3 separate regions of the Mus musculus genome follow, and all the other regions are linked to region 3. Evidence: chromatin contacts called from public promoter capture Hi-C data. All regions are on one chromosome and are shown on one strand. Each heading gives the region's core, a stretch centred on a gene start, on an enhancer-like site or on the middle of the called end of the contact. The rest is flanking DNA. Distances are from core to core; before and after follow the strand shown.

Evidence for each region. Promoter capture Hi-C pulls out the DNA fragments that hold promoters and counts their contacts.
Region 1: a promoter capture Hi-C map of liver shows a contact between it and region 3, with 9 times the contacts expected there. The contact joins the promoter of Spp2 here to the promoter of Pde6d in region 3. A contact is called at or near these places in 2 of 39 promoter capture datasets (both in liver), 1 of 115 datasets of contacts at active chromatin or transcription factors (pancreatic cancer cells) and 1 of 9 other capture datasets (pancreatic islet).
Region 2: a contact with region 3 is called in a promoter capture Hi-C map of liver, with 16 times the contacts expected there. The contact joins the promoter of Atg16l1 here to the promoter of Pde6d in region 3. A contact is called at or near these places in 7 of 39 promoter capture datasets (the C10 cell line, the HPC-7 cell line, cranial neural crest and 4 more), 2 of 484 Hi-C or Micro-C datasets (B cells and uterus), 3 of 115 datasets of contacts at active chromatin or transcription factors (the 230-238 cell line, astrocytes and stem cell-derived neural progenitor cells) and 3 of 9 other capture datasets (adipose tissue, embryonic stem cells and liver).

The regions. Positions count from the first base shown.
Region 1 is chr1:88,405,607-88,408,306 of GRCm38.p6, reverse strand. It overlaps Spp2 (secreted phosphoprotein 2), which reads right to left and starts at 1,297. Exons shown (of 8, transcript NM_029269.3): 1 at 1,091-1,297; 2 at 866-990. The coding sequence starts at 1,157.
Region 2 is chr1:87,754,757-87,757,456 of GRCm38.p6, reverse strand. It overlaps Atg16l1 (autophagy related 16-like 1 (S. cerevisiae)), which reads right to left and starts at 1,446. Exons shown (of 18, transcript NM_029846.4): 1 at 1,143-1,446. The coding sequence starts at 1,257. It overlaps Gm33517 (predicted gene, 33517), which reads left to right and starts at 1,711. Exons shown (of 4, transcript NR_157047.1): 1 at 1,711-2,132.
Region 3 is chr1:86,581,345-86,584,067 of GRCm38.p6, reverse strand. Pde6d (phosphodiesterase 6D, cGMP-specific, rod, delta) reads left to right here and starts at 1,283. Exons shown (of 5, transcript NM_008801.3): 1 at 1,283-1,768. The coding sequence starts at 1,719. Cops7b (COP9 signalosome subunit 7B) reads right to left here and starts at 1,147. Exons shown (of 8, transcript NM_172974.3): 1 at 972-1,147.

The DNA.
Region 1 (2,700 bases), core at 48-2,547, 1.8 Mb before region 3:
CATGCAGTTGAGCTGGGAGAATGAAGTGTGTATGCTGTTGAGGAGCAGAGGAGCAGCTGAGTGTGAGAGGAGCAGCTGAGTATGAGAGGAGTAGCTGAGTGTAAGTAAGAGGTGGTAGCCTAGAATAGGGTGGAAAAGGGAGCAGCCAGTAGGAGCGGCCATGTGGCCTCTGTGTGGAGGTAGTGGCTGCTGACCACAAGGCTCTACTCATGTCTCCATGAGCTTGTCAGTCCTATTTCTTCTTCATGTCTGTCCCTACCTCCCTGTTAGCCCAGTTAAGCCTATAAGAAGACAGAGAGACTCCTCAGGGAGCAGGAAGGAGAAAGGCCTCTCTATGATCCTGTTCTGCTTCCCCCTCACTTTGGCCACAGTGAGTCACAGCAAGCCCGAGATAATGTCTCTTTCCCAAGTTCTCTAGGTGATCGGGAAACAGCACTATCAAGTCCACCAGAGTGGGTGGGTTTCATGGACTCAGAAGCCAGCGTTTCTTTCCTATAAACACTGGTAGCCCAATGCTGAGTGGGGAGAGAGTCTCTTTCTCATTAGGCAGCACCTCCCAATCAAACAGCATCACAAGGACTTCTGGGATCTTCACCCCAAACCAGGACACACACAGAGAAAAGCCGAGGTCAGAGGGAAAACACAGAGGGAAGAATCAGATGTCCCAGGAAGCTTTGACAGCCTCGGGACAACAACAACAACAAAATGTAATTAAATCTCTTCTCAGTCCAAAAAGTCAGCATGGAAGAGGACAGACTGTGATCATTGTAAACAGAAGAATAATCTACTCAACAAAGTAGGTGAAGTCAAGACGGGGGCGGGGGTGGTAAAAAAATGGCTCAGGGAGGTATCTCCATTCACTTACTCTCTTCAAGGAGCTCCGGGTCGCCCGAAACAGGTAAGGACTCAGGGACTGCGAGTTCACCTTTGCCACTGAGGCACTGAGAGCTTCCTGCAGAGAGGAAGGGTCGTAGTCGTACACCGGGAAACCTAGACAGCAAACACACAGGCCACAGTGAGAGAGAGATGAGGCACCGAGAGGGCTGTGATCACCTAGGGCAGGTGGCCAGCGGTGGCATGTGTCCTTTACCTGTGGCACACCAGTAGTGCATGCCCAGCACCAACAAAGCCAGCGTCTTCAGCATTGCCTGCTCCATACTGAGAGGATGGCGACCCAGAGTCAGGGAGACGGCCTCTCTCCAGGCTTCTGGATGACAGCTCTTTCAGAGGGTGGCTGTCTTATTCTTGTCACCTGTGACCTAGCTGCCCTGGCTGGCTGGAGCAATCTGGAACCTCAGTAGAGATGATTGATTCCGGTGTCAATATTTACTGCTGACTTTTCCTGTGGAAAAATTCCAGACTGAGGCCACTTTTGAAGTTTGGACCTCTCCGAGGGACTTTATCCCACAGCAGGAGACATTCAGAGAGGCTTGGGTCTCCCTGTATAATGTTTATCTTCTCTCTTTGCATTTTGTTCTTTGGGGGAGGGGACATAATTGTGGACTCAACAAAACGGTGACTTTAAAGCTTGTGCATCTAGTCCTTTCCCAGGTCCTCAAAATCCTTCACCCTCCACCTCTCAATGCCAGAGTCCTCCCTTCCTAGAGACTGCACTCACGCGGAGTGATTTTCCTGTTGGCTTAGCTCTGCCTGCCACCTCCACTACAGAGGCCATGGTTCAGAAACCACAATGGCCGTGTTTGTGATAGGGAGAGTAATGAAGCATGCAGCGGATGAGTGAGTGTATGAGTGCACCAGGTCTCACTCAACTGTCTTTCAGGTCTTTCATTTGAAGCTGGCGCTAACTTCTGGTGTATAACAAGTACCCAGAGCGTAATACCACAAGACAATGACCACTGGAATTTGTAATTCCGTTACTTTTAACCTGGTTTGAACTCAATTCCATTAGAGTCTTCCAGATTGAACTAATGTCACCATCTGGCTCCAAACGCTCTGGACTCATTAAATGAACTGCAGTAATAAAAGCAATTGCAGATGAGCGGAGGAGATGAAGGGAACAACAGCATCCTGTTGCCAGCACTGAGCTATTGATTTTGCTTGACGTTTGCTGGGGTGAGGGAGGGGGGGACCACTGCATTTCTCAGATTCTCTTGGCTATAATTAAGTGTTAGCACCAGGCGTGCAGGGTGGGCTCTGATGGAAGCTAGAAAGCAATGACTTTTAAAATGCCCCTGCAGAATTCCATCATGTCTTGTAAACCCAGAAGATTAAATATAAGCCATCCAGTCACGCTCATGCTATGGTGATTTCTTGTTCTTCCTCCGGTTTGCAGAAATGTGTGCCTCCATCATCCCAGTGATTTTCTGCTATTCCAGCCCCCAAATACTCGGTCAAAGTATTCAAAATTGGGTGGCAGTAAGTGAAGCATTGTATAGCCCTGCACACAGTCCCTGGAAATTTATATAAAGTACATCACAGACCATTTAACAGGAGTACCTGGGAACACACTGAGCAAGAACCGATGGGCTATGGCTGCATCGTAAATGAAGATGCATTACTTTCCAAGGTCATTTCCTCTTTCTCATCCTCCCCATCATATTATTTGCACTGGGGTGGGATCACTAAATTTAGAACAAATGTAAAAATGGAATCTTCAACTGATCCCTAAACCACGAACTTCACAGCTGCCTTCTGATTTCTTATAGCATCACGATTGCTAAACTGAGCTCCGTCACTAAG
Region 2 (2,700 bases), core at 197-2,696, 1.2 Mb before region 3:
AATAGCCATTGCTCTCCCAGAGTGCAAGGAAGCAACACACCAGAGACAGCGTCCCTTTCCTGCTCTCCTTTTAAAGGGCTAAGTGCTGAGAAAGAGCCATTCCTCAGGAGAGCCAACAAAGGCAAATGCACAAGTGTCTTAAAACCAATGTCTAACCTCAGCCCCAACATTAACCCATACTGCAACTTCATCATCGTTGGCCTTGGTGCTTCATAAAAATTTAACATGAAACAATACATGCCAATTACTTAAAATGCTCAAACGTGTGTGCAAATCGAACCACTCAGGAAGCATAAAAAAAGTATGGGACTATTTTATCTTCTGTCATTTATACTGACTTAATTAGTCTGGAGTGTTTTTGATTGTCAAGTACATCCCCAGATGATTCTAACGTGTAAATAACTACTGATTTATCCCCATCAGAATGCAAATAGCAGTACTACGATTTCAAATCCCACTACCCGCAAAAACTTAGGAAGACTATGCCCAGGCTATCTCAGGAAGCAGATGGAACCTCAGGATCGAGGAGTGTCAACGCATTCGTTCAAATGTGAAACAGATTGGCTAAATTGGGAACACGAGGCACGAAAATGATCGTTGAGAACCCGCCTTAAGAATACAAGATACTTTCGATCCTTAAAATTCGCAAAGAGCGGCGAAGAGACCACTCTTTTTTTCTCACTTAAGGCTTTCAATAATAGCAAATGACCCAGTGGACAAATCCTAAAACTCAAATGTGTACCAACAATATGGAGAGGCCTGAGAAGTCAAAAACCACTAGTTCCACAGCATTCCGAAGAGAACGTCCATCTCTCGAGTTAATGCGTAAAGTCAATCTCTGTCTTGAACTCGATTCCTTAAACACGACGTTTTTGGAGCCTGACTACCTAAGTGCATCGGCGCCGCCTGGGTTATCGAGATTTACAACTGCAAACGATGTCTGTGGAAAGAACCTGGAAAAGGGGAACCCTCCATGATCGCGCCTAAGGTTTAAGCCAAAGAAGGAAGGTAAGCAACGAAAGGGCTCGAGACGTGCGGGACGCCAGGTCCCCGACGAGGCCGCCATGCGCGCGGGCGGAGCCGGGGTTCTCGCTGCCACGGCGCGTTCCACTCCCCGCCCCGGGCCCGCGCGTGCCGCTCACACTGCAGAATGATCTCCTCGAACGCCTGCCTCTGCAGTCGGTCCCGGCGCCTCAGTTCCTCCGCGATGTGACGCTTCCAGCGGGGAAAGTCTGCGGCGCGCAGGCCCGACGACATGCCGAACGCTGCCCCGGCGCCTCAGGGCGGCCGATCCGTGCCGACACTGGGGGGCTGCAGGCTGCAGCGTGCTGCCAGCCGCCAGCGAACAGAAGCCGGCCGCCGGAACCTCACCTTCCCACACAGGGCACCCGGAGGCGATCCGGGAAGATTTTCCGGTCTCTGCCGGAAATTATTCTGGAGAAGGCCGGAAGGCCCGCCTCGTAGCCCGACGTCCTAGGCCGCGCGCAAGCTCCCGGCCGAGACTTCGCGGGACGCTCTCAAATGACGCAACCTTGAAGCCGGAAGCGTCGGTGATGAGAGGCAGCCGCTGGGAGGCACCCTGGCTTCGCGGAAGAAGACAGGAAATGGGGTGGTTTTGTCCGGGGGTGTCTGTTTCCTTCCTCCTTTTACATTGTGTGTGCATCTTTTTTTTTTTTTTTTTTTTTTTTTTTTTAATTTCAGCTCAGAAGTGGGAGCTCCCCTGTGTATAGTGAATGATTGTCGTTGAGTGACAACCTCCCTAAGTATTAGGTGCCTAACCTGTAAAATGGGGGTAGTAATGGTATTTAACCGGAAGGTGAAAAGCCGTGAAATGTAATTTCTCTCTGCTGCATGGCAAAACTGTCTTCACATAGACAACTGCGTCCCTCCAAGACCTACGCAAACTGAATTTTAGCTCATGCCTGTGTGTGCCTTCAAGGCTGATCTCAAACACCTAGACTCAAACCATCTTTTTGGTCTTTTGGTTACTACGCTCTCAAAGGATATGAATCAATTGAGAGACACAGTTTAAAGAGAAATTTAGCAAAGTAAACACGCCAAAGAGAGGAGTGGATTTTTTTTTAAAAGATATCTTTGTTGGGGATTTATTTTTTTTTCTTAATGAAAAGGAGGTGAGTAGCATAATTCATGGAGTAAGGCCACCCATTTCTCTCTCAAAACAAGGAAGATTGGTTCAACCTTTTAGGGTACTTCTGGTTTTCCAGAAAAGCCCACAGGTTGAGGCTGGAGGAATGCAGACTGTAAACTCATACACACACATACTCACACACACACACTCGCCGTGGAGCCTTGGGTAGTATTATTATCACTTTTTTTTTTTTTTTGAGATTCACAATTTTTCTTTATATACATTTCAAATGCTATCCGGAAAGTTCCCTATACCCTCCCCCCGCCCTGCTCCCATACCCACCCACTCCCACTTCTTGGCCCTGGCATTCCCCTGAATTGGGGCAAATAAAGTTTGCAATACCAAGGGGCCTCTCTTCCCAGTGATGGCCGACTAGGCCATCTTCTGCTACATATGCAGCTAGAGATACAAACTCTGGGGGTACTGGTTAGTTCATATTGTTGTTCCACCTATAGGGTTGCAAACCCCTTCAGCTCCTTGTATGCTCTCTCTAGCTTCTCCACTGGGGGCCCTGTGATCCATCTTATAGATGACTGTGAGCATCCACTTCT
Region 3 (2,723 bases), core at 34-2,533:
TTTCCACCATGAAGTTTTGCCAGCTGTTAAAGGCACGTCACCAGAACCTCTAAGGCATTCTCCACTTGATCTTGACTAAAAGGCCAACAAGTAATCCTCTGTGGCATTCTGATATCTTTTCTTTTATGCCACTTGTCAACTCCATCTTGAATCTCCTTATCTCCCTAATCAGTTATGTATCTTCTGAATAACAGTGGCCTATCTTTTACTTAATTCAGTACCCAACCAAAACCAAAAACCAAAACAAGGTTTGTTGAGTTACTTGGAAGAAAAACAAACAAAATGGGTGGGTGATCAAATGGGTGGAGTGGGAACAAGAACAGGAAAGAAGGCCAGAGGAAGGACACAGGCGTCTCCAAGGAAACAGAGGGTTAAACCAACTTTATCTACTTTCTGGGGGAAAAACAATCATTAAATGTCAACTTGAATGTCAAAAAAGCAAATAAAAATAGCAAGACCTATCTAGTCTGAGGATAAAGGACTGTCACACCAGCTCCTTTCAGGAAATCCATGAAATAAATGCTTTCCTATTTTCTGGGTGTTTCAACACTAGTTCAGAAACTGTTCATTAAGGAGAAAAACAATCACATTGCCATGCTTCTAAAAATATTACCTCCCTAGTGTAGTGTAGATACTAGATGACAGGTCAGTAGATGTAAAGCCAGATTTTAACTGTGTCAATTTGCTGTGCTCTCTGGCCAGTCTCTGCCTCACCGGGTCTCTATTTCCTCATATTTAAAAACAAAAGATAAAGAGATTGGATTGGCAAAATCTTTTAAGTCTTCCTGTACTAACATTGAGTATAAACAATCTTTAGCTCACCCAGTCCAAAGCAGAAATATAACATAAACCCTGCAAAACAAGTAAAAATGAACTCCAGACTAATAAACTAACACTATTTGAGGAGGTCATTTTGTTCTGTTATCTCTCGTGGCTTAATATGTGGTTTTGTTGGTGGTTTGCAGTCTTACCATGGTTTGCAGACTCCTGAGTTCCATGTAAACAGAAGTTAACTGTCGGTGGGTTGTCACGTCTCCGGGGTAAAAGAAGACCTTCCTGCTGGGTTTCAAGTAACAGGATTCAGAAACCAACCCCATAGGAGGATTTCAAATATGTGCACACTGCTCGGCACACTGGAACCCAAGTTAAAAAGATGGAGCGCATAGTATGCTGGGACTTGTAGTCCCTGGCCTCTAATGGTGCGCTGGGATCGCCTGTGCTCTCTGGGATGCTGGGAAATGTAGTTTCTGCCACCTTGTACAGTGCAGCCTGCCATAGTCTCAGACCACTAGTGTGCCCGGCAACAAGAGCAGGCATCTCAAACGCCTCTGAAGATTTCAAGCCATCGCTCCTCTGGGACAAACTCTAGGCAACAACACGAAAGAAAATTCTGTCCTCCGGGACTCTCCAAGAGGGCCTTTCCCACTGACGCTCTCCGTCCCCGAGCGAAGCCGCTGAGCGTTGCTATTGGCTACTCAAGATGCCAATCGCCAAGGCTGGCTTGTCATTGGTTTCAAGGCGGGAGCTCCACGACTAGAGGGAAGGAGAAGGGATCAGGAGCGGGAGCTGAGGGGAGGGAGAGGCCGGTTCGGGTCTGGCCGCCACCGCTGTTCACCTGAGGTGTCCGGCCGGGCTGCGGCTGTCCTCGGTTCCTGGGTACCGTCTGCGAGGCCCCGCGGAGCCAGCGTGGGAGGGCCGCGGGCGGCAGGCGCCGCATCATGTCAGCCAAGGACGAGCGGGCCAGGGATATCCTGAGAGGCTTCAAACTGTATCCGCCCGGGAGCAGGGGCGGGGCTGGGAGGAGGCCGTGGCTCTAAGGAGCCAGGCTTTGGCAGGGGCGTCAGGTGGGCACCGGGGAAGAAGGGCTACGAGAAGGGGCAGGAAAGGAACTGTGTGCCGGGCCCCCGGGAGGGACCGCGAACGGGAGGCAGGCACAGGGGCACCCTGAGGGAGAAAGGGGACGTTGATGGAGCCTGGGGGGGGGGGGGGGCGGGGGGGAGGATGGAGGTGGAGGAGCCCCGGGACCTGGCTACTGCGAGAAGAGTTCCCATTTGAAATTAGGGTCCTGAAGGCCGGGAGGCCAGAAGGGGGCTGCAGTCCCCACGCAGAGGCTGAGGGAGTGCAGCAAGCTGGCCTCCTAGCCTGCCTAGGAGCGACTTTGGCGGGAAGCCCAGGGTGGGAGCAGGAGAAAGTGACTCCAAGCAAGTGACCTTGTATGTGGGGGATAATGTACCCCATCCCACCCCACCACACACACATCCGTCTTGTTTTCACAACTTTTCTTCCTCACTTGTGGCTTCTTATAGGGCTGGAGTAGTGGAGAGGTGGGGAAAGAGAAATTAAAGACGGACCCCATCTTAACACTTTGTTGGCCTTTGGAGCATTAACATCTCAAGTTCTCTTTCCAGCGAGATGAGAAATAGGAGGTGTGTGAGATGCATGAGGTACTTTGGTTTTGAACCGACTCCCGGCAAAATTATCTTTGGCATTGCTGAGGTTAACGCTTTATTATGGTGAAGCTGTTCACAATTACTTGATTGTGTTGAGGACACCATATGATATCAGAATTCGTTGTTTCGGTGGACTTGGTGTTGAATGCCTGTGATCCCAGTACTTGGGAGATGGAAGCAGGGGGATCCAGAATTCAGGTCATCCTCAGAGTTTCATAGAGTTCAAGACCAGCCTTAGTTATAGGAGACCCTGCTTCAAAAAGGAAGAAAGTG